Linked DNA regions of Danio rerio: region 2 is linked to region 1. A link is a contact called in public Micro-C data. All regions are on one chromosome and are shown on one strand. Each heading gives the region's core, a stretch centred on a gene start, on an enhancer-like site or on the middle of the called end of the contact. The rest is flanking DNA. Distances are from core to core; before and after follow the strand shown. Region 1 holds the start of smarca5 (SNF2 related chromatin remodeling ATPase 5). Region 2 holds the start of tbc1d9 (TBC1 domain family, member 9 (with GRAM domain)).

Region 1 (4,766 bases), core at 2,263-4,762:
AACAAAAAAATCGAAATTGGCCAAAAACTATTGAACAACATCCATTTTTGTCAAAACTTTGATCCTTTTCAAATGTTGACTACTGCACAGTCTTGTATAGAAGCGCTGTTCCACATGCTTATAACAGAAGTGTACTTGTGGACATTTGATAAGTGCTTGATGTTTAACTCACAGGAAGGAGAGTCATCAAAACGTGTGCAGACACTGGTGGCTTTACTGTTCTCACTTAGCAGCTCCTCATCCTCCTCCTGCTCCGTCCGACGATGGCGGTTACTATTAAAAATAATAAATACACAAGATAAATTCTTCAGTCTGTCAAAAAGGGGATATTATTTACACATTACCTAAGTGGAGTCACAAGATTTTTATTACTATTAAAGAAAATAAATAAATATCACAATTTAAACTGCAATCATTTAAAAAACATATTACTGTGCATATTCTTAAAGTTGCTTACTTTTGCCAAAAAGGTTAACTTTATTAAAAACAACTATTAATAATTAATAAAAATCTTACTAAATTAAACTCTCTAAAAAATCATGGATATTTTGAAAAGTGGATAATTTTGCAAGAAAATTAAAAAGTCACTTTAAATATTCACCACATTAGAAATGAAAAACTATTTTAATTTTTTAAAAAAGATTGGGCACAGTAACAAAGCATCATCTTACTAAAAACTAATTTACTATATTAACCTCAAATTTAAAATGCAACATACAAATTTGTGGATTATTTTTTTTCTTTTCCTTTTTCAGTTGTATAATAAAGCAAGTTTTATAATTAGAAATATTTTATACAAAAATTTGAAAAACTGCAAGTGCATTTCTCGTATTTATATTTGTTAAAATTCTATTAATTGTTTTAGAAAGAGATATTTTCCACAGAAAAAAAATACATTATTATATAAACCTTTAAAAAGTGACTCAGCAGCATCACAAAATACAAATGTATAATACAAAACACAAAATACTCATGCAAGCATTTCAGTTGGGAAAAGTATGTGCAAACTCACTCTCCAGCAGACAGCAGGTTCTGCTTCTCATCTTTTTTAATACGAGGACGGCCAGGCTTCATCTTCAGAGGTGAAGTTGGGGTCTTCTGGGCTGCTGGTTGAATGAAATGAGCAAACACTTCTGTCTGCTTCAAGAGGTACTCAAATCTGTTGGTCCGGTCTGTTTGCTGTAGAATAAAAGCATAGGTCAACAATACACACAAAGCTACCAACTAATCAGCATTCTTATATAACAGCCAAATGCTTTTATAAACCAAGTAACTTTGATTGGTTAAATGTGCATTACCACTTTTTCCTCATATCCACCCAGCAGGTCCTTTCCCTTTGCTGAGGGAGGTGATGACGACTGTGCTTCACTATCCATAGCTGTATCTGATGCTTCATCATGGCCATTTTCTGAAGTATCATCCTTAAAGAGAAACAATAGAAACAATTCTGTTGAATTTATCAAGCTCTAATGTCAAGGTCACACTAGAGTTTGGGCATGTGAAATTCTGACGTAGGGCACTGCAAAAAAAGGCGGGATTAAAAAAAGATGGTTTAACATTTAAAAAGGCAAATGATTTCTATATATTGTATATTTCTGTCCAGAGAGGTCATGTTTTGTTTTTTGATTGGTCTCGTGCAGTCATGTGATTTCGCAGGTCAGAATTCACAACGCTTGAACTTTGCAGCGTAGTGAACTGCAAAACTTGTCGCATGAATGGAAGTCTATGAGGCGAAAAGTGAAGTAACCGTGGCTTAAAACTACACTAAAAAAAAAAAATATATATATATATATATATATATATATATATATATATATATATATATATATATATATATATATATAAATGTGTGTGTGTTATATTAAAAGTAATATTAGCAACTATTTTTAAAGTTTCAAAATACAATTTAGATCAATCTGCTTTTATTGTATGTTTATTATTATGCAAGTTATGTTAAACAGGTCTCAGAAAATAAAGGAAGAGATAATTTTTCATATTCATTTCAAGAATAAATTTATTCAGCTAAAACCCAGTTATTTGTGGTTTGAATTTTAGACAAGAAAGTTGTGATTAAATGTAAGAAACAAAAGATCAAGACTTCTAATAGGTTATGATACAATTGAAAAAAAAAACCTCAAAAATATAAAGAACAAATCCTAATTCATATTAACATCAATAAATTTATATAGAAATAAGACTTTGGATTTTAATTTCATCCCAACTTAAATAAAAAGCTTTGTTTTCACTCAAGCCATATGATTGGACCAATTTTGGAAACGCCCACAAGTACAAAATGACGCCATCCGTATTTATTTTCTGGAAGTGAAACTAACATTTTAATCGCGTATATGTAATTAAATATAGTTGTCAAATGGAAGTACAATAACAATATAGAAATAACTTATACTAAAAGTGTATATAATATAATAAAATAATAAAATTGTGCCAAAATATCGATTAGAAAACATTACTTTGCTGTTATGAAGAGAACCTGACCGTTGACGACCGTTAAGGCAAGTCAAATCTCTCAACCCGAAGTTCATTTTCAAAGCACTACAAACTATATAGTTCAACTAAATATAAATTTAGTTGTTTACAGTTACAACAATATACAATCGATTTTTACAACTAAATAAGCAGTAGATATAAATACATGCCATCGTGGGGTGACATTTAACACATCACATCATTGAGTGGCGGGTAATTCCCAGTTCAGCCTCACACCACAGAAACTTCACACGAGAAATCTCAAACAAGTTAATTTGTATTAGCGAAATAAAGTATAGAGTATGAAAACCCCAAACTGACAACTGCTCCTCAAGCAATAGGTTTTTATATCCGCCAGATTCATGTAGCAAATCCTGGATTTATTTTATATAACGTTACTCCTTTGTAAGTTACGTTAGAAGTAACAGCAAAATAACACAATAGTGCGTCCTATTTTGTTCATTTAGAGGTAAACAACACATCAAGCAGGGTGTTTTTCTCACCGCATCCCTGAATCTGTCAATCTACCAATGTTAAAAAGTGATCTGAGGTTGTTATGAGTGTGAAAATGGACGCCGATCTGCTCATCTATTCATCCGAGCAGGAACAATGCATGCTAACAAAAACTTTGAGGCGCGCTCTCGTGAGACGCGTGAAGACGTTTCGACGACGCTTCATTTCCAGATCCATCAGTCTGTGTTTAATAGTACCAGACGATTTATAAAGTCATAATCGGTGTTATTTGGTGTTGATGGACCCCTCACCTCTGCCGGACCGGCCGGGTCGAGTTGGCTCGGCTCTTCTTCCCGCTGCTGCTCCATGCTGCTTTCTGTTTGTGACATGATAGGCTGGATAATTCCGTTATTTCGCGATGGATCCGAGTTTTTCCGTTAAAAATATGTCAGATAAGCCGAAAAAGTATATTGGTTTGATTGGAAAGTTTCAAAATATTGCCCAAATTGAGCAAGCGCACCACGCGTCATTCACGGTCCCCGGCTTTTCTGTTGACACCGTTCCCGCAAAACGGGCCCGGCTGTAGAAAATCGCGAGACTTTCACACCAATGACGTCACACAAACAGGGAAATGCAAACAAAAAGCTGTAAAACCGATGTATTTGTTTGACACACTTAAGTTATTGTGAATTAGCAAGGCCTAGTATTATTTGTAATATTTTTAATATATATATTTGTTAAATAATTATTGAATCTATGTACTTATATTTAACTATGTTATACTTTTCATATATATTTTTATGTACACCCCCGACATTGTTCTGTTTATGTCTTTCATGCATTACAAATAAAAAATATATAGTTCTATTATGTACATCTCTAGATCTGGTAACCTTTTTTCTCTGGGGTTTTTTATTATTATTTCTATCGTTTTCTGGCTGCTCTTGGTTCTTTTTCTTTATTGGTACCATTGTAATACTCTAACTGTTATTGTTGTAAATACTGTGTACAAAATTAATTAATTTTCTCCTCTAAATGTTCAAATAAAGCATTTAAAAAACACATAATTTTATTATGGTTTCTAGAAAATATTGAGATTTATATTAAATCATAAATGCAACTGAAACATTGAATGTATGTTCACTTTTAGGGGTCTTTGAATAATTAATAAATTATTGAATAAATCATTTAATAAAGTTTAGTTTTACCTCATTTGACTTTTTCATATGAAATTTTATATATTTTTATTTATACATGTTTATTTGTGATTAATGCATTTATTTATCTATTTTTTTCCCTCTCTTCCTATTGATAATTATCATTCCCAAACCCTACCTCTTTATTTGACATTTGTCATTCTCTTCACATTTTCAGAGACAAGGCTTGGAAAAAAATGAATAAATAAATATTTTTTATTCTTTTATTTTTTTATCATTAATCAAACTAAATCATATTCAATATTTTGTATTTATTATTATTATTATTATTTATTAGGTTTCATTAAAATATTCGTTTATATTGATACAAATTTTTTATTTATTTTGTTTTATAAATTTTTTTATAAAAAATTGTAATTACATTCGCTCTTTTTATGCTTTTTCTGTTTGAAAACCCCTGCCCTACAGTATAATAATAATAATAATAATAATAATAATAATTATTATTATTATTATTATTATAATAAGAAGAAGAAGAAGAATAGGAAAAATAATCCCAGCATACTTTTTTCTTTCTTATAATTTTATATTTTATATATATATATATATATATATATATATATATATATATATATATATATATATATATATATATATATATATATATAT
Region 2 (4,766 bases), core at 952-3,451, 530 kb before region 1:
GTATTTAACAAATTATAAAGTGAGAATCTAACAATTAATCTTTTATTTAATTGTTATATCCGTGCAAGTTTGTCCCTCATCAATAGGCCCACACGAAATCTGCATGCGCAAAATTCCGCAGATTTTTAGCCTATCACTGATTCTGTTTATGGGTGAAGCAGTGGCGCAGTAGGTAGTGCTGTCGCCTCACAGCAAGAAGGTCGCTGGTCCGAGCCTCAGTTGGCATTTCTGTGTGGAGTTTGCATGTTCTCCCTGCGTTTGCGTGGGTTTCCTCCATGTGCTCAAGTTTCCCCCACAGTCCAAAGACATGCGGTACAGGTGAATTGGGTTGGCTAAATTGTACGTAGTGTATGAGTGTGAATGTGTGTGAATGTGTGTGTGGATGGTTCCCAGAGATGGGTTGCGGCTGGAAGGGCATCAGCTGCATAAAAACTTGCTGGATAAGTTGGCAGTTCATTCCGCTGTGGTGACCCCGGATTAATAAAGGGACTAAGCCAACAAGAAAATTAATGAATGATTCTGTTTATTTCCTTGTGTAAATTTGTGTAAATTTATATGTATTCCGTTTTTAAATTCATAATATTATTGACTAATATAAAAATATTTGATTTATTTACAATAGTTTGAACAGTAATATTTTCTGTCTTTTAGTAGATATATAATGAGAGACTTGCTTTGTTTACCAAATAAGTTGGATCTAATAGAATTTGCATTGTAAGCATTACATACAAATTAAAAATGTATTACTTTTTATTTCATTTATTAAGGTTTTAGCTATGATGCTCCCAAAATCATTCCGCATAAATACCCATATTTTTAACAAAATTCTGCGCAGAAATAGCTAAATATGTCCACAGATTCCGTCTGAGCCTACCTATCAGTCATGGTGGAGCAGTCCAGCAGTCAAATCAGTTAAAGATTTAGATTTAAAATGAAATAGTTTATTATAATATGTTTAAGAAATTATTATTTTATAAATAGAAAAGAAGATTGAGTCTTATAAGAAAAGGCAGCTAAATAAACAAATAAATAACAATAGAAAGGGGGCGCATATTAGGACTGTTGGGCCCCGTGGCTGAATTGCTTAGGGACCCCAAAAACCAGTAAATCTGCACCTGCGTGAGGAAATGAATCCCATCAATGAGGTAAAGTTGGTGTTATATTCACACATTAAGACATTCACCTTTCAGAAAAGTATTATTAGCCAATTCTAAATGGGGAAATCATATTAGCAGCTAATAACTATCAAAGTACAACTCTTCACAGTCAATTAAATAGTGCTACGGTTGTTTTGAAGTCATATTTACATGCTAACTCAGACACAATATTCACTGTAGTGTGGTAAACAGTATAGGTACCGTTAAATGAACGAATGTGCCAATATAAAACCACATTTACCTCAATAATGCCTTGTACAACACAATATTGTATTAATAGTTTTTTTGTTTAGCGCTCTGTCCTCACGGGCACGCGCACAAACACACACGCGGCGTGACCGACATGAGCGCGCGTCCACCTGAGTGCACAAGCATGAATGAAAACACCTGTGCAGTCGCCGTCATCACAAAAACACACAATCATGCAAGCGGTTCATTGAGAAATCAAGGCTTTCTTTACCCGCGAGTCCTCCTCCGCCGTCCCCGTGGCCCTTTCTCTTCTGCAGGACGAAATACGGATTGGCTCTCTCTGTCATCCATAACGCGCTGGCCAACAGCACCTCCTCAGGGTTCACCCACATCTTCAGCTCGATCTCCTCACCAGGGACATCAAAATGAATCCCGTATATCTAGTGTGTTTAATAAATCTCACATATGCGGTCCGGTGTGGAGTCGAGTTTATCCAAGCGGAAAATCGCCAGAACGCGCTTCGAAAACCTAAATGGTGTAAAAAGCTAAATTGTCGACTGTCAGTAAAATATAGAGCTTGCTACGTCGAACTGGTTGATAAATAATAAAAAGGTGTGCTTTAAAAAATAAATATAATCCTTCGGGAGGTCGTTATGAGACGCGCGCGCGCACCTAACGCTATTTAAATACTAACGTTCACATAAACAGCTTTTCTGACAGCGACGGCTAAATCTAAGAATGAGCATCAAACTGCTGGAGTTGTTGCTTCCGGAGGACTTATACGTTTAAAAGAGCCACCGAAAGCACGCCGAGTAAACAATGCCTGACATTTCAGGCGTGGGTTTTAATGATGCTCTGTTACTCACTAGCGCCACTGCAGCACGAACGGCGGCGCGCAGGAAGCCTGCGTCACGGGCAGGCCGTCGTGGCGTCACGGATGTGGGCGGGAAGCACGTTGGTTCGTAAACAGAAAAGTGGTCAGATTGGAAAGGATAAAAGGTCTGGAATTTACGTTTAACAGTTTCTCTAATACAACAAAAGTAACATAGAAACACCTTCGTCAGTCGATTTATCTATGTGACAAAATGTTAAATAAAAAATCGCATAATGTTGTGTGCTGAACTACATACAACTGCAGGAATGTTATGAATTGATACTGAAGATGAAGTATTTTAGATTACAATATTGAAGATTTGATTCTGTGATAAAGATATATTTTGTTGTAAAAAAAATAGTTGGAGCAAAGTTTGGTGATAAATAATGTATCGAACATTCTAGCAGAAACGAACATCCCTGAAATAAAAACAAATACAGTAAATTAAAAGTATTTCATCCCAAAAATGTGTCAAATGGACGGATGGTTGATTTCTGTGAGTTGTTCTGTAAGAGTTTATCATTCATTTGGTTCTCAGATTTTTATTCTTTATTAAAAACACTTTACAAATGTCATCGTCCTTGTCCTCAACCCAATTGAAGCTACAGCCCTAATAATTTTGTTATGCTAAAAACTGTTAATTAGAAAAAAAAATACTTCAAAAATAGCAAGTTTAATTAGTAATCCTTCACATCAATTAATTAAAAACATTAAATTATAAATTCTACAAATATATAATGCAAATCAATATACAGTTGTATCCATGTTTCTGTCAGTCCTGTCACATTTACAGTAAATTTAACATCAAATGTGTGCAATACACCTTTAAGGCTATGACTCTGAAGTGACATCACTTGATGGAGAAGTAGACAGAGATCAAGGATGCGCTCCATCATTAAACTGTGGGATTTTTTAAGGGAGACAAGCTTAAAGGTCAGGCCCTGTCACATTTTTTATAAGTGAAAATGTAAGTTTCTGGTAGAATGTCTCGTATGGGAAATAGGCCTATCATGTACACAAACAAAAATGGTCTAATACTAATTATAAAATTATATTGAGATTACGAATGACATTATTTATTTAAGCATTATATCAAAACCCTAAAATATATAAACATAACAAAAGCTGTTCAAAATATTATTATTATGACAGAAAAATTTTATTATAAATTTTAAATTTATTATATTATTATATTATTATATTATTTATATATATTATTATATAAAATTTAAATTTTATTTATTATATTATATATTAATAAAACACACACACACACGTATATTTTAATAAAAATGTAAAAAGACAACTCTACATAAAATATAACAATAAATTCAAGAGAAAAAATATAGGTATATAAACAAAACAAATAAAAGTGTGTGTGTGTGTATTATATATATATATATATATATATATATATATATATATATATATATATATATATATATATATATATATATATATAAATTTATATATATATATATACATATTTACTTATTTATTTATTTATATATATATATATAAATTTATATATATATATATATATATATATATATATATATATATATATATATATATATATATATATATATATATATATAATATTTATTTATTTGGCAGGGACAGCGAGTGTACATTAATTAGCATTGCTACAAATGCACCAGAATTAGCCAGAAGGCTATCTTTCATCTGTTGACCCTGAACAACCTAAAAAACAATACAAAAATGATACAATCAACCAATCATAGTTAATAAGCACTAAATGGACATAGTTATATAGAGCTTAATAAAAATATATATGTACAAATTAAACTAAAACACCTACATTATGTAATAGAGGTAAGAATAGTTAAAACACATTTAAACAACAAATCATTAAGATGGCAGGCACAAGTGGTAACATGCTGGGTAGGTTCATGCTAATAGGTATAATGACACATCTGATGCTCAATAAACCAGACTTTTAAATGATATAATATTTTTGTTTGTTTGTTTTGTTTATTTTATTATGATTATTTTAATGTGGATTTGTATATTCATATCTAATAAATCAATCAATTTCTTCATCTGATCCTCAGCGGCTGACAAACCACCTCAGATTTAGATGTTTTACAGGCTCTGCTGTGGCTGTAAATACTGTGGTTTTACTTCAGTCAATCCCACCTGTCGAGCAGACGTAAAATCAATAAACATGCTACACTGTAAAGAAATCCTGGTGCAAAACCATAACTATGGAAAAGATTGGACATGTATTAAAAGGCAAATCCAAGTCATTTTAGAAGCTGTGGGAAATTCCTTTGACCTGTCTTGGCATTGATTATAAGTCTACTATTTATCCTATTTAACACCATATTTTAATACTGCTTTGAATTAGACAGTTTTTTTCTTTTTTGTTTGTTCACTTAAAAATACTGTACACTGTTTATGTTCTACTCATTGCTGTGTATACAACATATCATTATAAAAAAAATTAAATTAAAATTTCAATGAAATTTTTAAGCCGAATCAAATGAACCTTGTGAGTCTATTGAACTTATATTATGTTAAAC

Evidence for each region. A called contact is a pair of places that touch in the nucleus more often than the background predicts.
Region 2: a contact with region 1 is called in a Micro-C map of caudal fin, with 3 times the contacts expected there. The contact joins the promoter of tbc1d9 here to the promoter of smarca5 in region 1. A contact is called at or near these places in 1 of 18 Hi-C or Micro-C datasets (caudal fin) and 1 of 4 datasets of contacts at active chromatin or transcription factors (embryo).

The regions. Positions count from the first base shown.
Region 1 is chr1:56,150,358-56,155,123 of GRCz12tu, reverse strand. smarca5 (SNF2 related chromatin remodeling ATPase 5) reads right to left here and starts at 3,512. Exons shown (of 24, transcript NM_001081629.2): 1 at 3,252-3,512; 2 at 1,299-1,421; 3 at 1,013-1,179; 4 at 173-273. The coding sequence starts at 3,329.
Region 2 is chr1:56,681,081-56,685,846 of GRCz12tu, reverse strand. It overlaps tbc1d9 (TBC1 domain family, member 9 (with GRAM domain)), which reads right to left and starts at 2,201. Exons shown (of 21, transcript XM_686942.11): 1 at 1,618-2,201. The coding sequence starts at 1,738.